3 separate regions of the Mus musculus genome follow, and regions 1 and 2 are each linked to region 3. The links are chromatin contacts, called in public HiChIP or PLAC-seq maps. All regions are on one chromosome and are shown on one strand. The core of a region is the stretch at or near the end of the contact, and the rest is flanking DNA. Distances in the headings are between cores, read along the strand shown. Region 1 overlaps Fanca (Fanconi anemia, complementation group A). Region 2 holds the start of Gas8 (growth arrest specific 8). Region 3 holds the start of Cdt1 (chromatin licensing and DNA replication factor 1).

What was found. HiChIP or PLAC-seq counts read pairs in DNA pulled down with a chosen protein or histone mark.
Region 1: an H3K27ac HiChIP or PLAC-seq map of acute myeloid leukemia shows a contact between it and region 3, with 3 times the contacts expected there. The contact joins the enhancer-like site here to the promoter of Cdt1 in region 3. A contact is called at or near these places in 3 of 39 promoter capture datasets (the HPC-7 cell line, cranial neural crest and liver), 4 of 115 datasets of contacts at active chromatin or transcription factors (acute myeloid leukemia, astrocytes, bone marrow-derived dendritic cells and 1 more) and 1 of 9 other capture datasets (adipose tissue).
Region 2: an H3K27ac HiChIP or PLAC-seq map of embryonic stem cells shows a contact between it and region 3, with 12 times the contacts expected there. The contact joins the promoter of Gas8 here to the promoter of Cdt1 in region 3. A contact is called at or near these places in 1 of 39 promoter capture datasets (liver) and 4 of 115 datasets of contacts at active chromatin or transcription factors (embryonic stem cells, extraembryonic endoderm stem cells and large pre-B cells).

What each region holds. Positions count from the first base shown.
Region 1 is chr8:123,278,315-123,282,741 of GRCm38.p6, reverse strand. Fanca (Fanconi anemia, complementation group A) reads left to right here. Exons shown (of 43, transcript NM_016925.3): 29 at 51-124; 30 at 1,422-1,550; 31 at 4,398-4,427. Among named protein-coding and RNA genes, the nearest start is that of Vps9d1, 26 kb to the right of the region's middle. Within about 2 kb of position 1,846, at least 34 of the 459 cell types and tissues checked have an H3K27ac peak or open chromatin away from gene starts, as enhancers often do. A contact at or near this core is called in acute myeloid leukemia and bone marrow-derived dendritic cells, where this site is marked.
Region 2 is chr8:123,515,260-123,520,127 of GRCm38.p6, reverse strand. Gas8 (growth arrest specific 8) reads right to left here and starts at 1,293. Exons shown (of 11, transcript NM_018855.2): 1 at 1,176-1,293. The coding sequence starts at 1,178. It overlaps Dbndd1 (dysbindin (dystrobrevin binding protein 1) domain containing 1), which reads left to right and starts at 4,673. Exons shown (of 4, transcript NM_028146.4): 1 at 4,673-4,868. The coding sequence starts at 4,763.
Region 3 is chr8:122,564,663-122,569,466 of GRCm38.p6, reverse strand. Cdt1 (chromatin licensing and DNA replication factor 1) reads right to left here and starts at 1,452. Exons shown (of 10, transcript NM_026014.3): 1 at 1,196-1,452; 2 at 222-380; 3 at 1-143. The coding sequence starts at 1,411.

The DNA.
Region 1 (4,427 bases), core at 597-3,096, 710 kb before region 3:
TGAACAGTGTGGTTTGTTTCATCCCTGCCCTGAACGTTCCTGTGGCTCAGTTAACTTACAGAGATTGGGTACAGCTGGAACTGGAAATTCAACCTGAAGCGGATGTTCTCTCAGACATGGAAAGGTAAGCCGGCCACTGAAGCATCACCACAGCCTGTCCATACAGCCGTCCTGAGTGACGGACGTTCCGGTTAACTGAGGAGCGCGTGAGCACACCCTCAGCCATTCACTTCTTTATTGAGAAACCACAGACCCATGTGCCAACATGCCCCAGACGCTGGGGTTACAGCGTAACAAAGACATGCTACATATATACATATATATATATATATATATATATATATATATATATATATATATAGTACCCTTGTACAGATAAAGACAAATGAGGTCTATGCAGGGAACCTAAACCCACCAGAGCCTATATTGAGAGAATGTATATATGTATGTGTATGCACACACACATACTTTTTTTTTTCTGTGCACTTTGGTAAAACCACAGTAGACACAATGAGTGGTCTGAGGCTATAAAATAGGCCCTGTAAGAACAAGTGACCACTTGGGCTGTCTGATTGAGGTAATGGGGGTATATGGGTGGGCAGGCTCCTAGGAGTTACTTGAGGTAGGCACTAGAAACTGAGTGCATCGTGACAGGATGCTGTTGTTAAAGGCCTCATAACTTCGCTTTAAAAAATTATTTACTTTTATTTGATATGTATGGGTGTGTGTGTGTGTGTGCGCACGCGTGAGTGACCTGCAGGGGTCAGAAGAAGGTGGTAGATATTTTGGAACTAAAGTTGCAGACAGATGCAGCTGCCACATCAGTGCTGGGATGTGAACCTAGGTCCTTTGCCAAAGCAGCCAGAGCTCTTAAAAGCTGAGCCGCCTCACCAGGCTCAGGCTCAAGTTTTAACCCCTTGGGTCACTGTTATCTTGAGATCGTATTTAGACTTTTTTTTTAAGAAGTGTTTTAGGGGTTCCCCGCCCACCCCTCTTTTTGCTGGAAGCGAAGGCTTTTTCCATGCTAGGGAAGCTCCCCACAGATGGCTCCATTCCCAGCCATCCTCCCTGCTTTAGTCACACTCCTAATGCTTGAGATATCAGCCCACATGGACAAAGTGCCTCTCCGTGAACCTCGCCTGGTCTTTGTGGTGTGAGCTACCTCACTTGTGTTTGGCTGTTTCCACTTAAAACAGTCACCATGTCCTTGAGGCCCTTCCCTGGTGCATAGGAAAGACGGCTTGGCCACAGCTCTGTCCCCTGTCTTGCAGACAATGGATCCTCACTCACCTGTGAGCTCTCAGGCTGCTGGGGCTAGCTCCCACTGCCCAGTCACTGGCACTGTGTTCTTCTGAGAGAGACCACTTCAGGATGGTTACAAAGTGTTGCTCAGTGTTGACCTCGGCCTTCCACCATTGCAGACATGACTTCCATCAATGGGCAATCTATGAGCGCTACTTGCCAGCTCCGACGGCTTTGGGCGGCTGTGGTGGAGACCTGGAAGAGGCGTGCACAGTCCTTGTCAGCGAGATCATGGACTTCCACCAAAGGTCAGCCACACAGTCCTCAAACCTCCTGCTCTCTGCTAGTGACAGCACGGGTCAGCACAACTCAAAGAAACTCAGTGTCGTCTTCTGTGTGGAATTCCTCAGTCATTGAAACTCACACCATGGCTTCTTCATGGTGATCATTCATGTCCGTGCAATAGCACTGTAGGAAGTTACTTGTCCAGGGTCTCACTCTGTAGCCGACTCATCTAGAATTCAATCTTTCAGTCTCAGCCTCCTGAGGGTTACAGCAAAGTGAAACTGGTCAGTCCCCTCTTCCCCTTCGTCTCTTGAGCAACTCTGGAGGAGGCGTATATTGCATGTGCCTGTGACTGCTGCGCAGACCCCCAGCCCTTAGCAGTCTACCTCTTGCCGGCAGAGCTGCCTGCTCTGGGCATTTCATAGAAACAGAATCGCATGTGGGATGTGTTCCTGGCTTAAGCACTGGGCAGATATTTTCAGGGTCCATCCATGCAGTAGTATTTCATCCCTTTATGGATATGTGATGCTACCGAGCTGCTGGGAGCTTAGGCCACCCGGGTCCTCTCTTGAAGGAAGCTGAAGGGGAAGAGCAGTGGTGGGAGCAAGACTTGGCCTTGCAAGAGATTAGGGTTGCCTTCTATGATGACATTTCCGTCACACTGAAGCAGAAGCTGCAGGCCTCTGGGCGAATCAACACCTGTTGCTTAACAGCAGGAGACTAAGTAACTGGTAGGGCGGCTACAGCAGGGGACTACATAACTGGTATGGCTTCTCTCTCTCTTGCCCAATAGCCTTGTGCCTCTGCCTCTTGCTTGCCAGGCTGGAGGGAGGTTTGGAGCAATAAACTTGTATTGAACCAAGCAAGAGACGAGTCAAGATCACAGAAGGAAACAGTTTTACACAAGCAAATGTACATAAACACATACACACATTCATATACACATTCATGCACACACGTTCATATACCTACATACACTCCTGTTGGGTCCAACCAACTACTTATCTCATATCTACATACTTAGATACACACATCCATACTTACATATGCAGATGGAGCAAAAGCCCAGCTGCCAGCACAGAAAGAACTCAGTCATTCTGGGTGAAAAATGAGCTCCAACCTTTACTGCACAGAGAAAGGAGAAGCTTCTACCTTTTTATTGCGAAATGAATTAAACCCGAGTCTGTAAGAAGAAAGCGCTGTCCTCTTTAGTAAGACAGCCTGCCTTGTTACGCAAAGCCCTGCTCCTCCATCTCATGGTGAGGAGAAGCCTGCTGCTCTCTCTGTAGCTTCTTCTTTGTCTTTCTCTCTGCATTCTGCATACTGTTCTCTTCCTCTTCCTTCCAATTCTGTCCTCTCCTTTTGCCACCTAATGACATTTCTAGGGTTTTTTTGTACCTTTTTAGGAGAATAGATCACATGGTAATTTACCACAAGTTTAAACAAATTCAAATCATAAATTGCATAAGATGTTTACAACAGAGATGTTTGTATGTGTTTCCATTGAAGCCAGTTATCTAACTGGACATTCATTTTCTCTCACTAGCTCCACAGGTTCATTGAAAATTAGTGTAAGTTAACGGTGAGGTTTTATATCAGAGAGTTCTAGTTGTAGCCCTAACTATAAAAGGCTTAATAATTACTAGTTTAATTTTAGGAATTCTTATAGAATCATCACTAGGAATTAATAAATCACCTATTTGTTTGTATAGCATCACTATAAAACAGTCCATCTTCGCTGGTCTGCATAAAATCTGCCCAGCAGGGTGGGCTAATGCAGAAGGATTATTATATTAATAAGGACAGGAAAGGCATATCAGCTGCAGGAATCAAACCCTGAGATTTGTCCCTCAGGTCTTGCATACAGGGCCATAGTTCACAATCCATGATGAATCCGTCTCAGGAAGACCGCCTGCTAGCCATAGCCTTTCCGAGATGGCTCCCGACACTAAACAGTATACATCATCTTTATAATCATCTTTATCATCCCATGTCCATCAGTAGGCATTTGGTTACTTCTGCTGTTTTATTTTTATTTTGTCTAAAGACATAGTCTCACTGTGTAGCTTTGTCTAGCCTAGAACTTGATATGTCGATTAGGCTGACCTTGAACTCCCAGAAATCCTCCTGCCTGCACATCTTCTTTTCAGTGTGACTGTAAATAGAAGGACTGGCTTTTTTAAAAATTATTCATGGATAACGTATAGAAATACAGCTGAGGTTTGTTTATTGACGTAGCAAACTCAGTTCCTTTCTGCAGCTTCTTTCTGAGTGAGTTGCTCAGGCTTTATTGCCTGTGAAGTCATGTCCCTCGTTGGTGACACCCTGCAGCTTTGTGCCATTGTCAAGGGTATGATTAGTTAGCAGATGGTAAACCTCGGACGAGAAAGCACACTTGGTTGTGGTAAATTTTTCTTCCCTTAAAAACAAAGGTAGGTGTGTGTGTGTGTGTGTGTGTGTGTGTGTGTGTGTGTGTGTGTGTGTGTCTATGCTCAAACACAAATGCAGAAGCCAGGAGAGGGTGTCGGTCGGCCACTTGGAGTGGACACACATTCTTAACCACTGAGCTGTCCCTCAGACACTCCCCTTTCTTTAGATAAGCTTTTGCAGTTTAGCCATGGCTGGCCTGGAACTTGCTGTGTTGGCCAAGTTGGCATCAAACTTGCAGTCATCCTCCTGTCTCTGCCTCTTGAGTGCAGAAGGTGCATGCATGTGTCCTGCCATTCTTTCCTTTGTTGGTAGTCGGTAGTTTCGTGCTGTCAGTTACCCGCAGACGCTCCGCTGTGGAGATGGGGGGAGGGAGGGGCACCACAGCCAGCTCTGCTGACGGCACCGCAGCAGCACTGAGCAGGCTCCTGTTTCCTTCTCAGTTCGAGGAGTTACAATCACTCAGAGGACTC
Region 2 (4,868 bases), core at 44-2,543, 950 kb before region 3:
CTGTAATGGGGTCTGATGCCCTCTTCTGGTGTGTTGGAGGACAGCAGCAGTGTACTCACATATATAAAACAAATCTTACATTAAAAAAAAAAAAAGAAAAACTTATGGGGGGGTGGAGAAGGGGTGTTTTGGGAAAGGCAGCATTTGAGGAGGTAGTGTGGAAACCTAAAAGATAAAAAGAAAAACTTATCTGGGCTTTAAAAAGGAGGGATACACACACACACACACCCGCCCCACCCCACAAGTATACTGGCAACCACGCTTCATAGCCACCACAGAGACACAGAAGACCCTCATCAGCAAGGACCGAGAATAAGCCTTTTGGAGAGACCTCACAGCAATGACCGAATCTGAGGCTTCCTGACTCGTGTCTGCCATTATGAACCCACTTCAGGGAACTCTGGTCTTGAGCACACCGCACACACTGTGTCTGTCTGCAGATGTTCCCAGCAGACACTGCTCACAGGGCCTGCTTTATTCTAGCAGCCTTGACAAGGCCATAAATGCTTGGCGGGAAGATTAAGCAGCAGTTAATATCGGCCATAGTTCCAGGCAGGCAGACGCAGGAAGATGCCACCCCACCAGCTAATGACCCATGCCCTAGCACATCTGCCAAGACACTGCACTACTGACAGCATCTATCTCCTGGGTGGGGCGGGGCATTATGTGAGAAAAATAAAGGAGACAGGGGGCTTCGGCCTTCTTCTTCTCAGGAGCCTGAGATACCCAAGGTGTGTATCCCTGGTCACTCCATGACACTCTGCCCTTGGTAGGGAGGCCTCCGGCCACATGGTACACGCTAGGTTTTCCACCTCCGAGTTCTCGGGGTTTCTCCTGTGCCGGATTCTGCGCCCTGTGGACACTTAATTGACCCCTGAGCCCTTAAGTACTGGTCCCAAGGATCTGACGGACTCAGCTTCTGATTTCTGGACGCCTTGCACACTGGACTCTCAGTCTAGCCAGTGTGATGATCATCCCAGAGAACCTGAATGCAGGCCCCGGCCTCCTGGCCTCCCCAACCGGGACCACACGGAAGAACTGCGCCCAGCTCTCCATTCTAGTAATCCAAAATTGCAGGCCCTCCCAGTCCCGGGGACCCGACCCTCTCCACATTTCTGCACGAAAGCCTCCCAGGTTCTCTGTGCACTGGACACTCCGAGCACAGGCCGACTCACCATGGTGCCAGCAGTCCAGCACTTCCACTAATCCGGGATGGGCGCTGGTCAGAGGAGGCTGCGCGGTCTCCTGGCAACTCCGACTAGATCCCGTGCTGGTTCTCAAATCCTCGCGAGACTATCCTCCAGTTCTCCCCTCCCACCCACCCCCGCCCTAAGGGACCTGGGCAACCGGGAGTGCGTCCCTAACAACGCGCCAGAAGAGCTAGTGTTGCCCTCGGTGTATTGCTGGTCTCTCTCCCACTACAACTTGGGCTACAGAAGAAACCTATTGTGGTTCCTCGGGTTCTCCAGAGTCTACATGGCGGGCGCTCACAAGGAGGAACGGATAAAGAGAAAAGTCTGAATGATTAATCTGCCTCCCAAGCCAAGTTCCCAAATTGGATGCAAATATTGAGCTAAGAGCCCGCTCCTGCGGCCCATCCACCTTGCCCTGCTTGTGAAAATTCCTTCCACATGCTGCTCTGATGAGACTGAACGTGTAAAGCTGGGCTTCCAGAAAGAAAAACGCTAAGGGTGTTATGCCTGCGACCACTGGGGAAGCTGAGAGGAAGACTGCATGCGTTGGAAGCTAGCCTGGGCTACATACCAAAAACCCTGTCTCAAAAAAAAAAAAAAAAAAAAAAAAAAAAAAAAGAAAAAAATGCTGGAGAGATGGCTCAGCGGGTAAGAGCACTGACTGCTCTTCTGAAGGTAGAACCACCCATAATGAGACCTGACGCCCTCTTCTGATGCGTCTGAAGTCAGCTACAGTGTATTTATTTATAATAATAAATAAGCGAGTTGATTGGAGTTGCTTGGAGCAGGGCTGCACCCTGCATAACAACCACATAAAGGCTCACAACCATCTGTACAGCTGCAGTGTATGCACATACATAAAAAGAAAGAGAAACAAAACAAAAGCAAAACAACAACAAAGTGGCTTAGCAGGACAGGGTAAAACAGAAACAGAAGGGACAGCAGGTTATGCTCCTCTGCCTGCTCTGAGGATGAAGATTCCACACCCATAAGTGGATGCAGCAGGAGAGAAAGATTGCTCAGTGGTGGGGATCTGAGGCTCCTAGCAATGAGACTCCCCTGTTTGCTAACCCAACCTCCCAGTGTCCCCTCTCCCAGATTCTTGAAGAATGGCCCGCTGGAAGAACAACACCGGATCCTTGTGAGCATTCTAACAGTGGCTTATTTGTAGTAAATCTTAACAAAAGTCCAACATAGCCGCCACGCTGTTTGCTGTCAGTGAACTTTAAGGCGAGCCCCACTCGCCTGGGAAACTCAAAAGCAGCACCTAGAAGCACCTGAGCACAGTTAGGTCAGCTGTCGAATGCTGTCAGCCGAGAGCTCAGATTGTCAGCCGGAACATACACAGGTGGACTCCGGGTAGCCTGTTTTTTACGGGAGCCTTCCAAGAAAGCTGGATTTCTTTCCTAAAGACCTAGCCTTGGGAGTTGCACTGTCTCACATCTCCCACACTCTACTAGCCAGTGCAGTCACAGGCTCCAACAGCACTGCAGCTAAAAGATCCTGATGGTACGGTTCTGGAAGAAATGGTTCCAGCAGTTTTGGCTTGTTTGTTGAGGCGGAGTCCATGTAGCCAAGGCTGACCTCAAAGCCAGACCATCAGCAAGATCAGAGATGAACATGAACTGCTCCTCCTGCCTCCACCTGTGAAGCATTTGGGACAGGTGTGTAGCACCATGATTGGCTCCCTGACATTTTAACTGCTTTACTATTTTGGAAAGCACAGCCTGCTAATGTCCCAGGTACCTAATAGTGGCCTATGCCCAACCCTCTTTTTCTTTTTTTTTTTTTTAAGATTTATTTATTTTAAGTACACTGTAGCTGTCTTCAGACACCCCAGAAGAAGGCATCAGATCTCATTAGGGATGGTTGTGAGCCACCATGTGGTTGCTGGGATTTGAACTTAGTGCTCTTAACCGCTGAGCCATCTCTCCAGCCCTCCCCCTCCCCCTAAGCTAACCTTATAACCCTGGTTTTGTCCCAGGGAGGAAAGGAATGACCAAGGACCGAGCACTGACTCAGCCAGGCCTGGTGGGGTTTCAGAGGGCTTTAGCCAGCTGGTGGGGATGTTCCCTTGTTTTGTAAACTAAGAACTATTTAACTTTCTGAAATCGGCCTTCAAGCTTAAAGGCCACAGGCTACCTTGTGTCCACTAGAGCTGGGCAGAAAGCCAGAGCTTTGACTCAGACCCTACTTGATTCAATGAAGCTTTTTGGCTACTGTCCTAGCCATCCATTCTGCCCAAGGCAGTACCAACTTATTTCATCCACTCAAATTCCCCTCAGCCTGTTCAGTTATGAATAACTCATCTTCTCTGATAATTTCCTTTGTTGTTTTGTTTTTGTTTTTTTGTAAAAGTGTAAATGGATTTTAGATTGGGCCTTCTGACTTCTAACCCTGAATTGTGCAACCTGGAGAAAGTTGCTGTCTGTCGGTCTCTGTGCCGGGCATCTTTAGATCTCTAGGAGTAAAGAGATACTGTGTATCTTAGTTAGGGTTACAATTTCTGTGAGGAAACACCACGACCGAAACAACTTGGGGAGAAATACATACTCGGCTTACACTTCCACACCGTTGTTCGTCGACAAAAGCAGTCAGGGCCAGAAGGGAAAGCAGGCCAGGAGGCTGGAGGCAAGAACTGCCGCCCAGGCCGAGGAGGAGCTGCTTACTGGCTTCCTCCTCACGACTTGCTCAAGCTGTTTTCAAAGAGCCGCCTGCCTCTGCCTCTCTGCCTCAGCCCTGGGATAATTAAAGGTCTGTGGTACCAAGGCCTAGCCTTAGCCTGGCCTTAGCCTGCTTTCTTATAGAACCCAGGACTACCAGCTCAGAAATAGCGCTACCCACAGTGGCCTGGCCCTCCCACATCAATAATTAAGAAAATGCCTTACGGCGGAACATTATGGAGGCGTTTTCTTAATTGGGGTTCCCGCCTCTCAGATAACTTCAGCTGTGTTAAGTCGACGTAAAATTAAATGGCACACTGTGCCATGCAAGCAGGTCTGATGCAGGACTGGCGTTTGGAGATGGGACTCCAGCTGTGGGTTATCAATACATCCAAGGCCTTCTTTTTACCAGGTCACCCCCCACTCCTCCCGGACTTGTACTCTCAATATGGATTCAATAGCATTAATCAGGTCCACAATTCCAGGCTTATCAGTTGAGGGTTCTGGGGCTGCTTTGGCCCTTCTTGTGGCACCTCCTCTCCTAACTCTTTTGCCAGGCTCCTCATGTCGCTGGCGCCCCACAAAAGCCCGAGGTTGTGATGGATAGATGGACCGCAGCCAGCGCGCAGCTCAGTGCGCAGGAGCCAGGGAAGCTAGCTGAAGTCGGAGGTCCGCAAAGGGCTACGTCCCTGCAGAAGGGTGGGTGGGGGTGGGGGTGGGGGGGTGGGAGTGGGATGGGGGGGGGTTGTTGTTGGCCGGGTCGGCAGGGGGCGCGCGAGGAGCAGGGCGGGGCTGCACCTGTGCTGCTGGCTGCTGGAGATGGGGAGGGGAGCGGCGCCAGAAGCAGCTGCGCGCCCCGCCCCGCGGGCTCCTCCCCGCCACCGCGGCCCCTTAGCTGCTGCCCCGATGCGCTGTGCCCGAAGCCCGGACTCAGTAGTCACCAGAGCAGTTGGGGCACCCGGGCTGTCGCCGCCGCTGCCCACACCCCCCGCGGACCCCATTGGCCGCATGG
Region 3 (4,804 bases), core at 203-2,702:
TCTGTGGGCACCTTGGCATCTGGGGTACTAGGCTCCACAGCATTCTCTTGGACTCGGGCTCTCAGGGCCCGTGCCTGGGCTCCCAACTTCCGTGCCCGCCTCAGGCAGGACTGGAGCTCAGAGACGGAGTCCTCTGAGGGGATCTGGGGACATAGGCACTGTCAGTTCTGCAAATTCCGCATGCCCCTGCCCACAGCCCACCCTCAGTCCAGCCTTCTTACCTTGCCCGGCTGTTGACCAACATAAACAGTTGTACTCTTTGTTCGCTTGACGGGGGATGGGCAAACGGGGGAGCCAGGGTCAGCTGGAGGGCTAGGGTCAGCTGGAGGGCTGGGCTCAGCTGGGGAACTGGGCTCAGGCAGAGAACTGGGGCAGGAGTCCTGGCGATTAAGAAGGCACAGAACAATAAACTGGGGGTGGGAAGGGGTACCTGCTCCCTGCTGAGCCAGAACTAGGGTATCAGTTCACTCGACTCGGAGGGCAGGAGTCAGGCGCTAGGGGGTGCCTGTCTATGGAGATGCTTGATGAAGCAGTTAGGAAAGATCCACCTGGTCTGTCCAGTCTTGAAGCAGCTCGCAGGCCTGGCCCTCCAGGGCCCTCTCTCCATTTCAGGAACTCCAGCTCAATTCTTTTTTTTTTAAAGGTTTATTTGTTTATTTATATGTATATGAATACACTGTAGCTGTATTGATGGTTGTGAGCTGTCATGTGGTTGCTGGGAATTTGAATTTAGGATCTCTGTTTGCTCTGGTTGACCTCTCTCACTTCAGCTTGGCCCTGCTCACTCCTACTTAAAGATTTATTTATTATTATATGTAAGTACACGGTAGCTGTCTTCAGACACCCTAGAAGAGGGCATCAGATCTCACTACAGATGGCTGTGAGCCACCATGTGGTTGCTGGGATTTGAACTCAGGACCTTCGGAAGAGCAGTCAGTGCTCTTAACCGCTGAGCCATCTCTCCAGCCCTCAATTCTTTGCATAACCCCCACACCACCACAATTCACCCCCGCCAGCTGCGGCCTCCCCGGAAGCCCAGGTACCCTCTGCCTACGTCAGCAATGCCCTGGGGAGAGGAAAAAGCGCCCAGCCTGCTCGCGACTCTATTCCTCCAGTCCTCTGCCTCGGCGCCCGAGAACCTGGTTCTCTTGTCCTAACCAAGGGTCCTCTGGGGGGACTCCCGCGCGCTCCTTACCAATCCAGGCAGCCGTAACCTCCGGCGCGCGAGCGGCGCGGGCTGGTCACTCCCGGGTTCGGCTGGGGGCCGGGCGCGCTTGCGGCTGCTGCTCCGGGTGAACGCAGGAGCCACGAGGCCACCAGGGCTCGGGGTGAGACAGATCGACTTGGCCCGCGGAGTCGTAAGGCCAGGGCGACGGCACGCATAGAAATCGGTAACACGACTTTGCGCCATGGCGCCAAAAAGGTAGTTCCCGCGGATTCCGCGCAACTTTCGCGGCTTCAGCCTCGCCCCGCCCAGGCCGTACCACCACGCACAGTTCTGGGAGGGGGGAAATGTGCGCGCTCCGGGGCATGCGCGCTAGTAGGCACCAAGAGACGCATGCGCCATGCCGGGCCACCACCCCCGCGGCAGCTTTGGATTGAGGACCGAGAATGGGAGCGGCCGGGGCTGGAGGGTTGGGGGCAGGAGACTATTTGACTCCTGTGCGCTGGCGCGCTGGCGTGCAGCGTAGTACATCCGCGATCCGCGTGGTTTCCGCGGGCTGCGGGGCTGTGGTGCGTAAGGTTCTCAAAGCCACTTGGCGCGCGGTGTGGACAGCGGCGGCTGCGGCCCTGACAGCTCTTGGCCCAGCAAAGAGGCAATCACGTGAAAGGAGACACTTCTGCTCCTGTTGTTCCCATTTACAAAATACTAGCCCGGTCTCCAAGGCTAGCCAAGTAGCTGGGTCTGAGTCACACGCAACTGCTGAGTGTCCGGTCCCATGAGCGAGATGAGTACCCAGGACGACTCATGCCGCCGAACCGGCTCCAAAAGCATCTCATTTTCCTAGCCACATCCGGGCTAAGGACTGCAGAGGTTGGAGTTACGCCTTGGCAGGAAGCGGCCTAGAAGCATGGGAAAATTCAGAGAGGCCACGCAGGTCTGCTTTCCTCATCAGATGGCAGTCACCCACCCAATGCTCCCAACTCCTGGAGGAAGTGGCCATGCAGACAGTATGATCATTTTGGGCAAAGGTGGCTCTCATGAGGGTGAGGGGACAGTGGAGAAGCAGGAACTGGGAAACCTGGATAGCAGCTGTAAGCACACGCTGCACCGAAGGAGATTTCTCAGGAAGTGGGATCATGCACAGTCCAGCGCATCAGGCTAAACTGCATCTGCAGCTGTGAAGTAAAGGACCAAGATTTAGAAGTTTGGAGACTTGGTTGCTCCTACCTCCTGAGTGTACTACACCCTGGAGCCTCATGGCCAGCCATAGTAACCATTCTACATCCCTGCCAAGTTGGCCTTTGGGAGGGCACAGCCTTGGAACCCTGCGGGAATTCTTGGTTTGGCCCAGTGACAAGACAAAGCCAGCTGCCTCCTGATCGAAGCTGATTAGATAAGTGACACATGGCTGAGCTAATCCGATGTTCTAGGATCAGAGAGTGCTCTGGTATACTAGTGATCCCCCATAATGTAAGACAGCAAGCAAACAGGAAGTTCCAGAGGCATCAAGCCTAACACAGCCGCTTGAGCGTTTGGGAATAGAGTCCCTTTCTTTGATATTTGCAGCCATGAGGAATGCGGCCCATGCCTCTGGGCATGCCCATGAGGGATTTTCTAGTTGAGGCTAATTAAAGTGGGAAGACACACCCTAATTTGGATGCCACTATTCCATGGGCTGGGAATTAATTTCCCTGACTGAAATTAATAAAAAAGGAGAAAAGGCATAGGTGTGGAAACCTGGTAGCTCACACGTGTGACTGTAGCACTTCAGAGGCTTAGGGAGGAGACTCAAGTTCTACTCTGGTCTGGGAATACATGAAACCCTGTCAAATGACTTTGAACTAGTCCAGGCAGTGGCCTGGGCAAACCTTTAATCTCAGCTCTTGAGAGGCAGAGGCAGGTGGCTCTCTGAGTTCGAAGCCAGCCTGGTCTACAGAGTTTAAGTTACAGGACAGCCAGGGGCTACACAGAAAAACTGTATCTCAGAAAATAAATAAAATTTAAAAAAATCTTTCTGCTTCTTGATTTTAATCCCAGCAGGTGTAAATACAAAGTTCCATGTCAGCCAGGACTACAGTGAGAGACCCTGTCTTGGTTTTTGTTGTTGTTGTTGTTTTTGAGACTATGTAATTGGGGCTGTCCAAGGAACCTGTTTTGTTTAAAGAAAGAAAGAAAGAAAGAAAGAAAGGAAGAAAAAGAAAAGAAAATCCACATGAGGAGTGATAAAAGCAACTTGAGGAAGGAAGGGGTTTTTAGCTTTTAGCACATGGTTTGATAGTGTGGTTCATCATGGCAGCCTAAGCATGGTGGCAGGAACAGCAGGGCACACTGAACCACAGTCAGGAGAGATGAGGGCTAGTGCCCAGCTTGCTTTTTTAATTTAGTTCATTCAACAGGTGACACACACACACACACACACACAGTGGGTCTTCCCTCCTCAGTTAAAGCTTTTTGGAAGCATCCTCAGAGACACACCCAAAGGTACTTGTCCATGGTGACTCTAAAACCAGTTACATTGCTTTTGTTGGGTTGGGTTTTCATTGTTGCCACAACAGTGAAAAAGGTAACCATCATCTGCATCCTCATCTTCACCCTCATCTCCATCCTCACCATCACCTCACCCCCCACCTTCACCATTTTTCTAATCACCTGAGGATGGGTAAGGTCGCCATAGATCCTCAGTGTTGATGATAGCCAAGTTCCGGCCTTGCCTGACTTCCCTAGAACCCACCCTGGTTCCCTGAGACCTCTCTGCCAAGCTACAACCTCGATACAGTTACAGAATAATTAGCTTGCAGGCTCTGCTCATCTGGTGCATCCTGGTATCATCCCTAAGAAACAACGACAAGAAGCCGAGACTCTGCAGCACTTCCGCTGCCTTCAGGTACATTTACTGAAAGTGTGCCGCTTCCATCCAGGTTTGCTGAACTGATGAGCCCAAATCCCTGTGGTTGGAATGGCTTCTCTCTTTCATTCAGAGGGCTTCTCTGGATCAAGCCAGGCGAAGAAGCTGAGACTCCAGGCATACAACTGGTTATCCAGGGAGCTGGACCTTCACTCCGACTTCCAGCTCTCCACGCGCTGCTCACCGTCCCTGTCCCAGACAGGAAACAGTAACTGATGCTGGAACACAGGCTCGTGGGACCCGCCCACTAAGGATCTCTCAGCCACCGGCAGCCACAGCCACGGAGGAGCTCTTTGTGGTCTTGGCTTTTCAATCAAGGTTTGTGGCCAAGGCTAGAGAGGCAGCTCTCACCTTCAATGAAAGCATCTGGGTCTCAGTCAAGATTGATCTGCACTCGGATGGATTCCCTGTCTGCCAGACAACCTTGGAATCCATTAGGGCCGGGATAGAGCACGATGGAAGGGGAAGGCGCTAAGGCACGCAACATGTCACGTGACACCAGCAGTTTCCGTTCCCTCCAAGACTCAGATTCTTCGAGACAGTTCTGGGGTGTCATGTCTTGTGGAACCTTCTCCCCAGCTAGGTTGCTGTGAGACTCCTCAGAGGAAGAATCGAGAGCCTCGTTTTATCACAGGGATGACAAACGCCTTCTCCTGCGTTGGGAAAGCATTAGGTGGGGAGAAGGCTGACTCTGCCCTCACTGCTTTTAGTTTCTTTTCTGTTGCTGTCATAAA